2 separate regions of the Zea mays genome follow, and region 2 is linked to region 1. Evidence: chromatin contacts called from public Hi-C data. All regions are on one chromosome and are shown on one strand. Each heading gives the region's core, a stretch centred on a gene start, on an enhancer-like site or on the middle of the called end of the contact. The rest is flanking DNA. Distances are from core to core; before and after follow the strand shown.

Region 1 (4,730 bases), core at 949-3,448:
TCTGAGTGGATGGGAACATTATAGATCTATGTATGTATGCTTGGGGTTGTTGATTGCGACATGTAACTGCAATTTAGTCATTGGAGTCTTAGATTTTGACAGATTTCTCTGTTAGACTCGAACATGTTCTGTGAATTGCGTACCATGCTGAGCTCCATGTGTTCTGCACTGCTGCTATTTTTTTACACATGCTTGTAACGTCGCTGGTGCAATCACAGATGCTGATGGATATGTTATTCCTAATTTGCCCACTCAAGATAATGATGTGGCTGAGCCTAGTGTCCCCAAAGAAAAAGATCCTGAGCCTCTACAGGTACATTTCGGAATTCTTTTCTGAACTCTTTCTCCGCAGATTTACTTGTCTGTCATATGCCCCCTCCCCCTTTTTTTTTTAAAAAAAAAGACCTTTATGGACTACTGGTCCATTGGTGTCCATTGCTTCATGGAGATGATATTCATGCTTGAGCAGGCAAACGATGAGAAAATATATCTGGGACCTCATGGAGCTCCACCATCTCAAGCAAAGCAGCAGGAGCTGAACACCGTTGGCCGCAAGCAGCGGTTCCGGAACAAGCTGAAGGAAGCAGATAGGAAATTCCCCGGCAATGCTCAGGAGAACAAGGTGGAGAACCTAAGGGAGCTGATGGGTGCTAGAGGTGGTACCAGCCTGCCTAAGAGCTCTCCTCGTGATTGGCTCGATCCGCACTGCCATGAATCTGAATTCGACAGAAAACCAACTAGATGACCGGCAAACGATGCAGCGTGCGTTTACCTGAAGGTTGATTACGCTGTAGCACTGGTGCGAGGTGTTATTCGCCAATAACAGATACTTATGGTTGACTAATAGATGAAGCAAAGCAAAAGGGTTTCTTGTGGTGTAATTTATCGGAGCTCTACTGTTCTCCATGTCGCGTAAATACTCTTAATTCTCGGTTGTGCGCGTGTGTCGTTGCATTTGCTATTTACATTGGAAAAATATATGGAAACAAGTTGCTGTTGCGTAACTAGTATGTAATGTCTGATGATATGCGATCCTGAGCACATGCGAAAATTTCTGCTCATATGTTTTGAATCGATTCATAAACATGTGGTTTTCGCCTTTGCACCCATGTCATGTTACCGTCTGAACCTTTTGTTACGCTAGCCGCAGATTGATCGATTCATTGACAGCATTGGCTACACATTAATTAATGTACGAATATGCCATTGTTATACAAGACCCTTTTTTTTGGGGGTGGGGGGGGGGGGGGGGGGTGATTGTAGCAGGACCTATTGTGAGGTCTACCAAAAAACCAAGTTGTGGTTCTGGCTGTTATGATTCTACAACTGCAGATGGTACAAATCTTCTCTTGTGCGAATAACTGAAGATTGATACCAGGGCACTGAATCGGAACACAGCCTGAAGAGTGAAGATTGAAGTTGTTGCGAAAAGGTAAACAGTTTCGGGTTACATACACCACGCGATCATGCAATTATGCTCACACGCAAGAACTCTTGTCTCTATATATGAAGGTACAAAGTCGCAGGACACACGCTGGATGAGATGCAGGCTGACGAGTCAGCATCTATGATCCAGGCTGGCTGATCGCGTTACGGTCATCGCACAGGGACCTTGATCCAGCCATTGGCGAAGGCGATGGCGAGGATGACGAAGGGGGTGGACATGCCGAAGATGATGATGTAGGGCAGGGGTGTCATCATGGGGTTCTCCCCCTCCCTCTCCCCCGCGGTCTGCCAGTACCTGCATGCATCCCATCACCCCACGCATCCGAGTCACTCACAGGCTGCTACGAGGAGAGGTGAGATTCACACTGCTTGCTTACTGTTCTGGCTCCTCTTCCTTGGTGATGAACTTCCGCTTGCCTGCAGGCTTCAGCTCTCCGTCTCCTGCGTGCGTGGATCAGTTTATTTGGGCCAATCTTGTCTTTTGTTTCAAAAACTGAAGAAACATGACTGGAGAAGACGGAGGAAAACCCGTACCGAGCTTCGCTGTTACCCTGGTGCGCTTGCTGACGATGGCGCGACTGCAGAACAAACCGGTGCCAGCGGCGCCTTTCCTCGACGATGGCTGCTGCGCTGTGATGGCAGTGCGGCTGCCGGCGGCGAGGAGAGGAGGAGCTGCCTTGGCCATGGCTGGGTTGGTGTGCATCACAGCCGCATGCACGTCACATGATATGGTAGTACTACTAGTACCCGTGTGTGACGGTGTTCAGGAACAGGACGGGTGGATAAGGCGAGTGCTACCCTGGCTCGTCGTTCTCGTCCATGGCATGAGCCAAGGGCCACAGATTGCGGCGACGTGGTCCAGTCATATGGCACCACGTCGCATGCCTGCCAACCGTTTGGGGGCTGTCAATTGATGGTACCATAGGTCGGAAATATATTCTGGACAGCAGCGGTCAAAAGAAACAAAAATATCCACTGTAGGAGATTTTTTTTTTAAAAAAAAAGAAATACCAGTGTACAGAAAACGTATAGCATTGGCTATGCTAATAGAATCCAGTACAATGTACAAGTCTTGAACATGAACCATGATCGACATAGAAAAAACTTCACTTTGTGACAAACAACCGAGATAGAGATAGTTTCACAGTATTGACAGACAATATAAACGCATTGGAACAGCATTTCCTTCCATACTGGAAAAAAAAATTAAAAGGAAATCATGCGCATAGATCGTCCTTTGTAACCCAGACTCGTTATGATAAACACACACACAAAAAGAAAAAGAAACATTGCACTCGGTTTCATCTGTCCCTCAGGATCCACCGGCATTTGTATCACTCGCTTCAGATTCGGATATGATGTACTTGGCAACATCCGCACAACAGGTCAGCTTGTCAGCCTTGTCATCAGGGATCTCAACGGAGAACTCTTGTTCAAAGGCCATAACAAGTTCCACCCGGTCTAAGCTGTCCAAGCTCAGGTCCTTTTGGAAGTCTGCAGTCTCGGTCACCTGCAAGCGTTTACAAGGTGAAAATGAGGGGCCAAAGCTCAGATGCAAACCGCTTGATGTGCAATTCGTAAAGTCACTCAGTAAGCAACCACTAGAATCGGGCTATATATATACTGATTAGATGCTATGGGTAATTTGCACCCCTATAAAGAGGAAATATGATCCATAGTTTGCAGCTAGCATACTCATTAAAATGATACTCCAAATGCACTAGTTTTTTTTCCACGTTGGAACCAGTAACTTAAAAACAATTACGCTACTGCTACGATGCATCGCAGCAATTACAATGCATTCACTTCTCAGTCTCACATGACCTCCCCTCAGCTGTGATGCACTTCAACAATGCCGAACGTTTCTTTGAAATGCTAGATCCCAATGCATTATTGGTTCAATGTTGTGTACTTAATTTAGCATCTTGTTTTTTTCCATGCAGCATTAACTTTAAGATTGTAAACAGTATTTCTTGGTTTTTTAGGAAAATTTCAAGCAAGAATTGTTCTGTATAAATTTCCCTTTTAACTTTATTAACTCAAAATAACAGTGACATACTCCGATCACAAAAATTGTTAAGCTAAACTTATGTTATTGGACAACTCTTTTGACTTCTCCTATACATAATCTAATCTGTAATTGAAGGCATTAATTGTCATTTTCTTCATAAAAACCTATACTTTGCATATTTCTGACAACGTGAACAACCAATGTGCTGAAAATCCATAGCTAGAATCACAATTGAATTTCAAGCGATCTGTTCTAACTCCATTGTTTATTGCATATTATCGTGGGAGCCACACTGCTGACTTACTGTACAATATTTTGTCAATGACAACAAGATGTACTATGTCAAATTAATTGCCATATAGAGCTGTATTTGTGTCCATCGTGTGGTCTTTCCATGAAACCAGACCTAAAAGAAACATATCAAATGATTCCATTAAGCTTAAATTCCAACAGGCTCCATCACAGTTGCCTTGTTGGTCATTGCACTACTGTACCCCCTCCTCTTACCTGCCATCACTACCCTCGTGTGCTCCTCTTGTTCCTAGTTCCTACACAATCTCTTGTCAACGTAAATGTGCCAAGAGATCCAACCCCATTAGCCCAGAGTTGAGTTGCTTGCTCCCTTCTCAAATTAGGTATTGGAGTTAAACATGCTGACCTCCTACTAATGACCTTGCCGATGAAGGATCAGTCATCATCAGTTAATTTCTCAAGTTAAGAATCTCAAATATACTCTATAGTCTATACAAAAAATAATACCACTGATGTGGATCCTTTCACCGACATAGACCAAGTGTGATCTGTCATCTGTGATGCAAGAAACAACTATCATCCACAAGTGACTGAGTTTGTTTCAAGTTGGTTTGAGTTCAGTAGTTTGTTTTCGTCTTGTTCAGAGTTTGTTTCAGTTAGTTCCTAGCTTTGAAGGATTGAAGAGAAAGCAGCAGATTTGTCGGTCAGGAAGTTAGAGCTGCATCTACCTTTTGAGCTCCAGCAGCAATCATTTGTAATTAGAGCAGAGTTAAGCCCAATAGGGGCGAAGCTAGCAGTAAAATCAAGGTGGTGCACCACCACAACAATTTGTAAAAAAAATCATGTCATGAACAGTAAATATTAATCAATTTGCTAATAAGATTTGTAACTACTATGGTGCCTGTACACCAGGGTAAGGCAATGTGGCGTCGCCCCTGCCCAATACACTAAAGGGTTACTCAGAGCTTCCTTGTGTACACTAAAGGGTTACTCAGAGCTTCCTTGTGAGGGAGACTACGCC
Region 2 (4,730 bases), core at 1,392-3,891, 210 kb before region 1:
GATGGAGGAAGTGGGTAGCTAGAGCATGTACAACAGGCCTGAGCTGTCACATCGAGCGAGAAAGGTCCTAGTAACTAGATCCTTCACAGAGAAACCAAAAGGGTCAGACTCAATGGAACAAGAGTTGTCGGTGGTGAACCGACGAATAGAAAGAAGATTCTAAATAATGTGAGGAGCAACAAGAACGTCTTTGAGGTAGAACGACCCTGAAAGAATTGGGTCGCCTACCGAGGTGACCGGGAGAGTGGAACTATTCCCCCACAATAATAGAGGATGGAAGGGAAGGATGAGAGAGATAACGTGCCGACGACAGGAGTGGTGTGGTAGGAGGCATCGGAGTTGACGGATTTGGGGGGGTGATAGCGCCATGGTGCTGAACAAAGTGGTGAGAGAAGACTGGTCCCAACCTCCACCCAACGGGACCAAGGGGCCGAGGTAGGGGTCCTCGAGAGCGAGAGAAGAGGTGGAGCCAACGATGGGTATGGTAGAGGAGGCGTCGAAGGCGGTGGGGTAGCTTAAGAGGGCATAACAAGTAGAGCCAGTTGTGGGGGCGTGGTGAGGAAGCACCCATGGTCGGGCATGACCACATGGAGATGGTCTCGGTCCAGAGGTTGTAGAAGGACGACCACGCAGGACCGCCACTGTGACTCGTGGGGCCACCACGAGAAAAGCCACCACCCTCGCGGCCGCCCCTCGACGACTGCCGTCGGAGATAGGAGCCTGACGAGGAGCTCCAGGGGAAGTGGGGCGGCAGGAGGGCAAGTGGGGTGGTCGGCGGAGGACACACCGTAGAGTGCCATGATGGACGCGGGGGACTCCCCGTCCATGATGAACTCCTCGAGAAGTAGCTCGTTACGAATGTCGTGGAAGGAGGAGAACGACACGATCCACTTGATGATGGCCTTCAGGTGGTCGTCGCTGGTGCGGGCATCATAGGCGGGGAGAGGAAGACAGCGGGCGGAGAAGCCGGGTGGTGGCCCCCATGTGTGCGTTGGGCTGCAGGACGTTAACACTTGATGATGGCCTTCAGGTGTGCATAGCTGAGTATATGTGGGACAAGGCCATTTACATGAGAGAAATACACTGTTACGTTAATACTTTTCGTGCTATATAATTTTTTAGATGCTTTTGGTCTATAACATGTCGACACTTCAGTTATGTGGTGCTAATGCTAGTCTTCTTTTAGACTTGTTTTTTTATTTGAAGCTAGAAAAAGAAAGTATACAAAAATCTAATAGATAAGAAAAGGTACTAGTCAATTGTCAATCCAGAACTCAATACTGAATTATGTTGGTACTGGTACACGTCCTTTATTAGGCATTATTCGGTTATTTCTATCCCATGTGGATTGGATGAGATCGGTAAAATTTATGAATTTTTTTGACTTGTTCGGGATTAAAACCCACTCGATCCCACCTAATCCACGTGAATTGAGAGCAAAACGAACAAGTGCAACTCCCAATTTCCCATGTAGTTGGATTGCTGCATCCCTAGGAATCCATAGTTTCTGTTTCGCAATTCACCAAAATTTTCGTTCTTTCTTGTAGAAAGAAATATGCCATTAGTTTCTGTAATTGTTTTTACTACCTTTAACTGGCGTCGCTTGCTAATAGATAGTGGAAGCTAATGCAAGGAAGGTGGGCAAAGTTCTATTCAAGCCAATAAGCAGTGAATGTGTTGATGTCGACAACAAGGGTGTGAACCGCCTCATTTCCAAGAAGATCATCAAGCGGAAGAAGAAAGGCTCTGATGATTCCTCCAATGATGACGAGTGTCCAGACGTAACAGAGAATGGTTGCCCTGCAGAGTTACTCTCATACTCGGATGATAACAGTGCCTTGTTGGAAGATGCAAGCAGTTCTAGTGCCAAAAGATGACAAGAAAGGAACTGCAAGACCATCGTACTACTGGTAATAATTACAGCACACCGTCACCCCTCCTAATACCCCTTGTTACAACAGAAGAAGAGAACATAGTAGTAGGCTACCAAAAAAAAAACTGCGAGAGCAACACCAAGTGGTTAACAGAAGTTTATAGGGCATTGGAACATTTTTTTAGTAGCAGTAGCAGTCTAGAGGTGCAGCGAGGTGTCGACGTCGACTTCACCAGAGACATGTTTGTAGTTGTAAGTCTTACTGGGCCACAGCTCCACCGTGATGGGGTCGTTATCGCCGTGGAGCTGGAAGCTTTTGCATTCACAGGCCGGGAATAAGGAGGCGGCAGCGGTGTCCCGCAGTGGCCTGCACGGGTAGAGCAGCTCCGGATGGAAGAACCACTTCACGGGCATCTCCCTCGGGGAGGTGGTGGCCACAGGGCGCGGGGCGAGCACGTGGAGTAGCCTCTCCTCCCGCTTCTCCCTGATCCTCTCCAGCTCCCTGAACCTCTGCTGCAGCAGGGCGATGGAGGAGAACATCATCTGGCCCTCGCTGCTCTGTACCCCCATGATGAACAAAAACTCCTCGTTTTCAGTTGATGTGTGTGTGTGTGTGTATCTCAGCCAGCGTCTGTCTACTTCGCTCGCTCGCTGTGTGGGGTTTTGCTGCTTGAGGTGGTGGTGGTCTTGGGCATGCGCCTACTTATAAGCTGCAAAGTTTTGTCACGGCGCAGGGCGTCGTCTTGTGGTCGTCTTGCAAGTTGCGCCAATTCTTCCATCTTCCATTATGTGATGCTAATGCTATGGCACAGGATGTTATGGGCTGATTGGAAACCAAGAAACACTACTCCACGTCTCTACTGCTGCTATGAGAGAGGACCTGGGAGTAGTAGTAGTAGGGAGGGAATGTCACGTCGCCCGAGAAAGGAAGTGGGAGGCGTGCAGGTGAGAGAATAAGGGGGCGTGGGAGAGTCCAAGGATATGGGGCCGTGGACGCTTGCGCTTGTTCCGTTCCTGTGGGTGGGAATCGCCGTGCGGGGTGGCCATGATTGCGCCTCTGTTTGTCTGTCACCTTTTTTCCTGCCTGTTCCCCTCCTCTGTTTCCCTTGTGCATTGCTGCTGCTGCAGCAGCGGGGAAGGAGAGAGGTCTGCATGCCGTGCCCTGCTGCTCGCTCTCCATCATCGAACGCTCCTGCTCCAATAAGCAATAATCGTCTAAACGGGCAGACCGCCAGATGGATGCTGCGAGCTTTTCCTGGTCTACAATGGCGCCGTTGGGTCTCGGTTGGCTCCAAGAGTAGGATCTGTAGCATAGCAGTACACTGTGGGGCGTGGGCTGTGGACGATGGTGTGCATGCACGGCAGCGCTTTCAGGTGTGGAACCGTGCGCTCCATGAGCCGTTGTCTTCGTTTGGCTGTGTGAACGTGTTGGAGAGTCTGGGAGCAGAAAGTCTGCGTTGAACTTTACTTGTTCGGGTCTTTGACTGGTGCTTTGCGTCGGTCGATCTGAATGGGAGCGCTGGCCGCACGCTGTGTACTTACCATTCGAGTAACGCTGAGGCGGTTTGCTGCTTTGAAGCTTGGGATTCTGGTTAATTCAGGAAAAAGTTGATTGATCTGTTGATGTTCTTTGACGGCCAGGTGAACACAGCCGATGCACCGTCAAAGACCTCTGTCATCCGATACGTCGGACAGTAATTGAGATATTCGTAGCAAATGATGCTTGACTACCAGAAGAGAAAACTAGTCTTCGTTGCTTGCCGCATCTTGGGAAAATAAGGAAGGGCCTGTTTAAATCAGGGTTGGGTACGGTTATTATAATTGGATTATCGATTCTAATGATTAGAGTGTTGGATTTCTTGTGGTCGAACTTAACCATACATGTCCAAATCCTTGATTTGATGCATATGCTCGCTTTTTGCTTGAGTTTATTTTAGAATATAACGATGACGATTTGCTCACAAGCGTTTTTCTCACTTACCTCATGGTTACAGTGGACTAGTGGAGTTCTAATCGTTCTAATTCACTTTTATGCCTATCTACTAGGTGAAGTCTATGCAAAATTATCTAAAAAAAATATAGAATGTGTCAACCCGAGTCCAAAGACCGGCGCGTTAAACGTCCTCTTATAATGCAAGAGAGGAGAAATGTTATATAAACCTTGAATTTTGACACCTAAGATCCAACTATCCCTACTTCTCATGTTCTTGAAGTTGTACCAAGGCCCATGCCCCCCCCCTTGTTGTGGCATAGAGATGGAGATGTCACGATTGACATACCTACTGTAGGGACATGTACGATATGTTGCATCACAAGCATCGAGGCTCGTCCTGTTCAGTACAATGCAGTCGATATCTAGTGTAGCCTTTTGTACTTGATTATACTTCATGGTATATTTAGTGTACACACGTGTGGCTACATAATCAATGCACCTATTGTATAGTGTTCTTGACTACCATGCAATCTAAGTTGTGTCAACCACATTCTTGTGAATCTTGTATTATCACACATTTAATATATTGTACCTAAGACTTATCCATTAAACTAATTTTATGGATTTGTCTCCAAACCTTCGAATGGGAGGCTCTCTCTCTCTCTCTCTCACTCAGTTGTGTTGTCCCTGATGGGCCCGTTCACATCTTTCTATCCTATGATGGGGTTATACTTAGATCCACTAAGTTCCTTGTTCCAATGGGGCTTCAAGCCTCGAAGGGTTGGAGGGCTGGCAACGCTCGTAATCCGAGGGCGATGACCGCAGAAGGCCCCAAGTGTCCAAGTGATATAGGGACCAAACTGCTCTAAGCACATGTACTCTTCATAACGCCTCAGGACATGCGGGGCTCTAGGGTTTTATATC

What was found. A called contact is a pair of places that touch in the nucleus more often than the background predicts.
Region 2: a Hi-C map of tassel shows a contact between it and region 1, with 3 times the contacts expected there. The contact joins the promoter of LOC100276051 here to the promoter of LOC100275314 in region 1. A contact is called at or near these places in 4 of 25 Hi-C or Micro-C datasets (bundle sheath, ear, leaf and 1 more) and 1 of 3 datasets of contacts at active chromatin or transcription factors (leaf).

The regions. Positions count from the first base shown.
Region 1 is chr1:254,200,795-254,205,524 of Zm-B73-REFERENCE-NAM-5.0, reverse strand. It overlaps LOC100275314, which reads right to left and starts at 2,198. Exons shown (of 3, transcript NM_001149421.2): 1 at 1,981-2,198; 2 at 1,824-1,887; 3 at 1,401-1,741. The coding sequence starts at 2,149. The coding sequence ends at 1,597. LOC100280460 (acyl carrier protein) reads right to left here. Exons shown (of 2, transcript NM_001153380.2): 2 at 2,542-2,956. The coding sequence ends at 2,759. It overlaps LOC100274988, which reads left to right. Exons shown (of 3, transcript NM_001149215.3): 2 at 219-313; 3 at 470-1,007. The coding sequence ends at 745.
Region 2 is chr1:254,413,115-254,417,844 of Zm-B73-REFERENCE-NAM-5.0, reverse strand. It overlaps LOC100276051, which reads right to left and starts at 2,641. Exons shown (of 1, transcript NM_001149935.2): 1 at 1,931-2,641. The coding sequence starts at 2,443. The coding sequence ends at 2,072. LOC103643663 (DUF21 domain-containing protein At1g55930, chloroplastic) reads left to right here. Exons shown (of 15, transcript XM_020546808.3): 14 at 1,614-1,910; 15 at 3,515-3,832. The coding sequence ends at 1,877.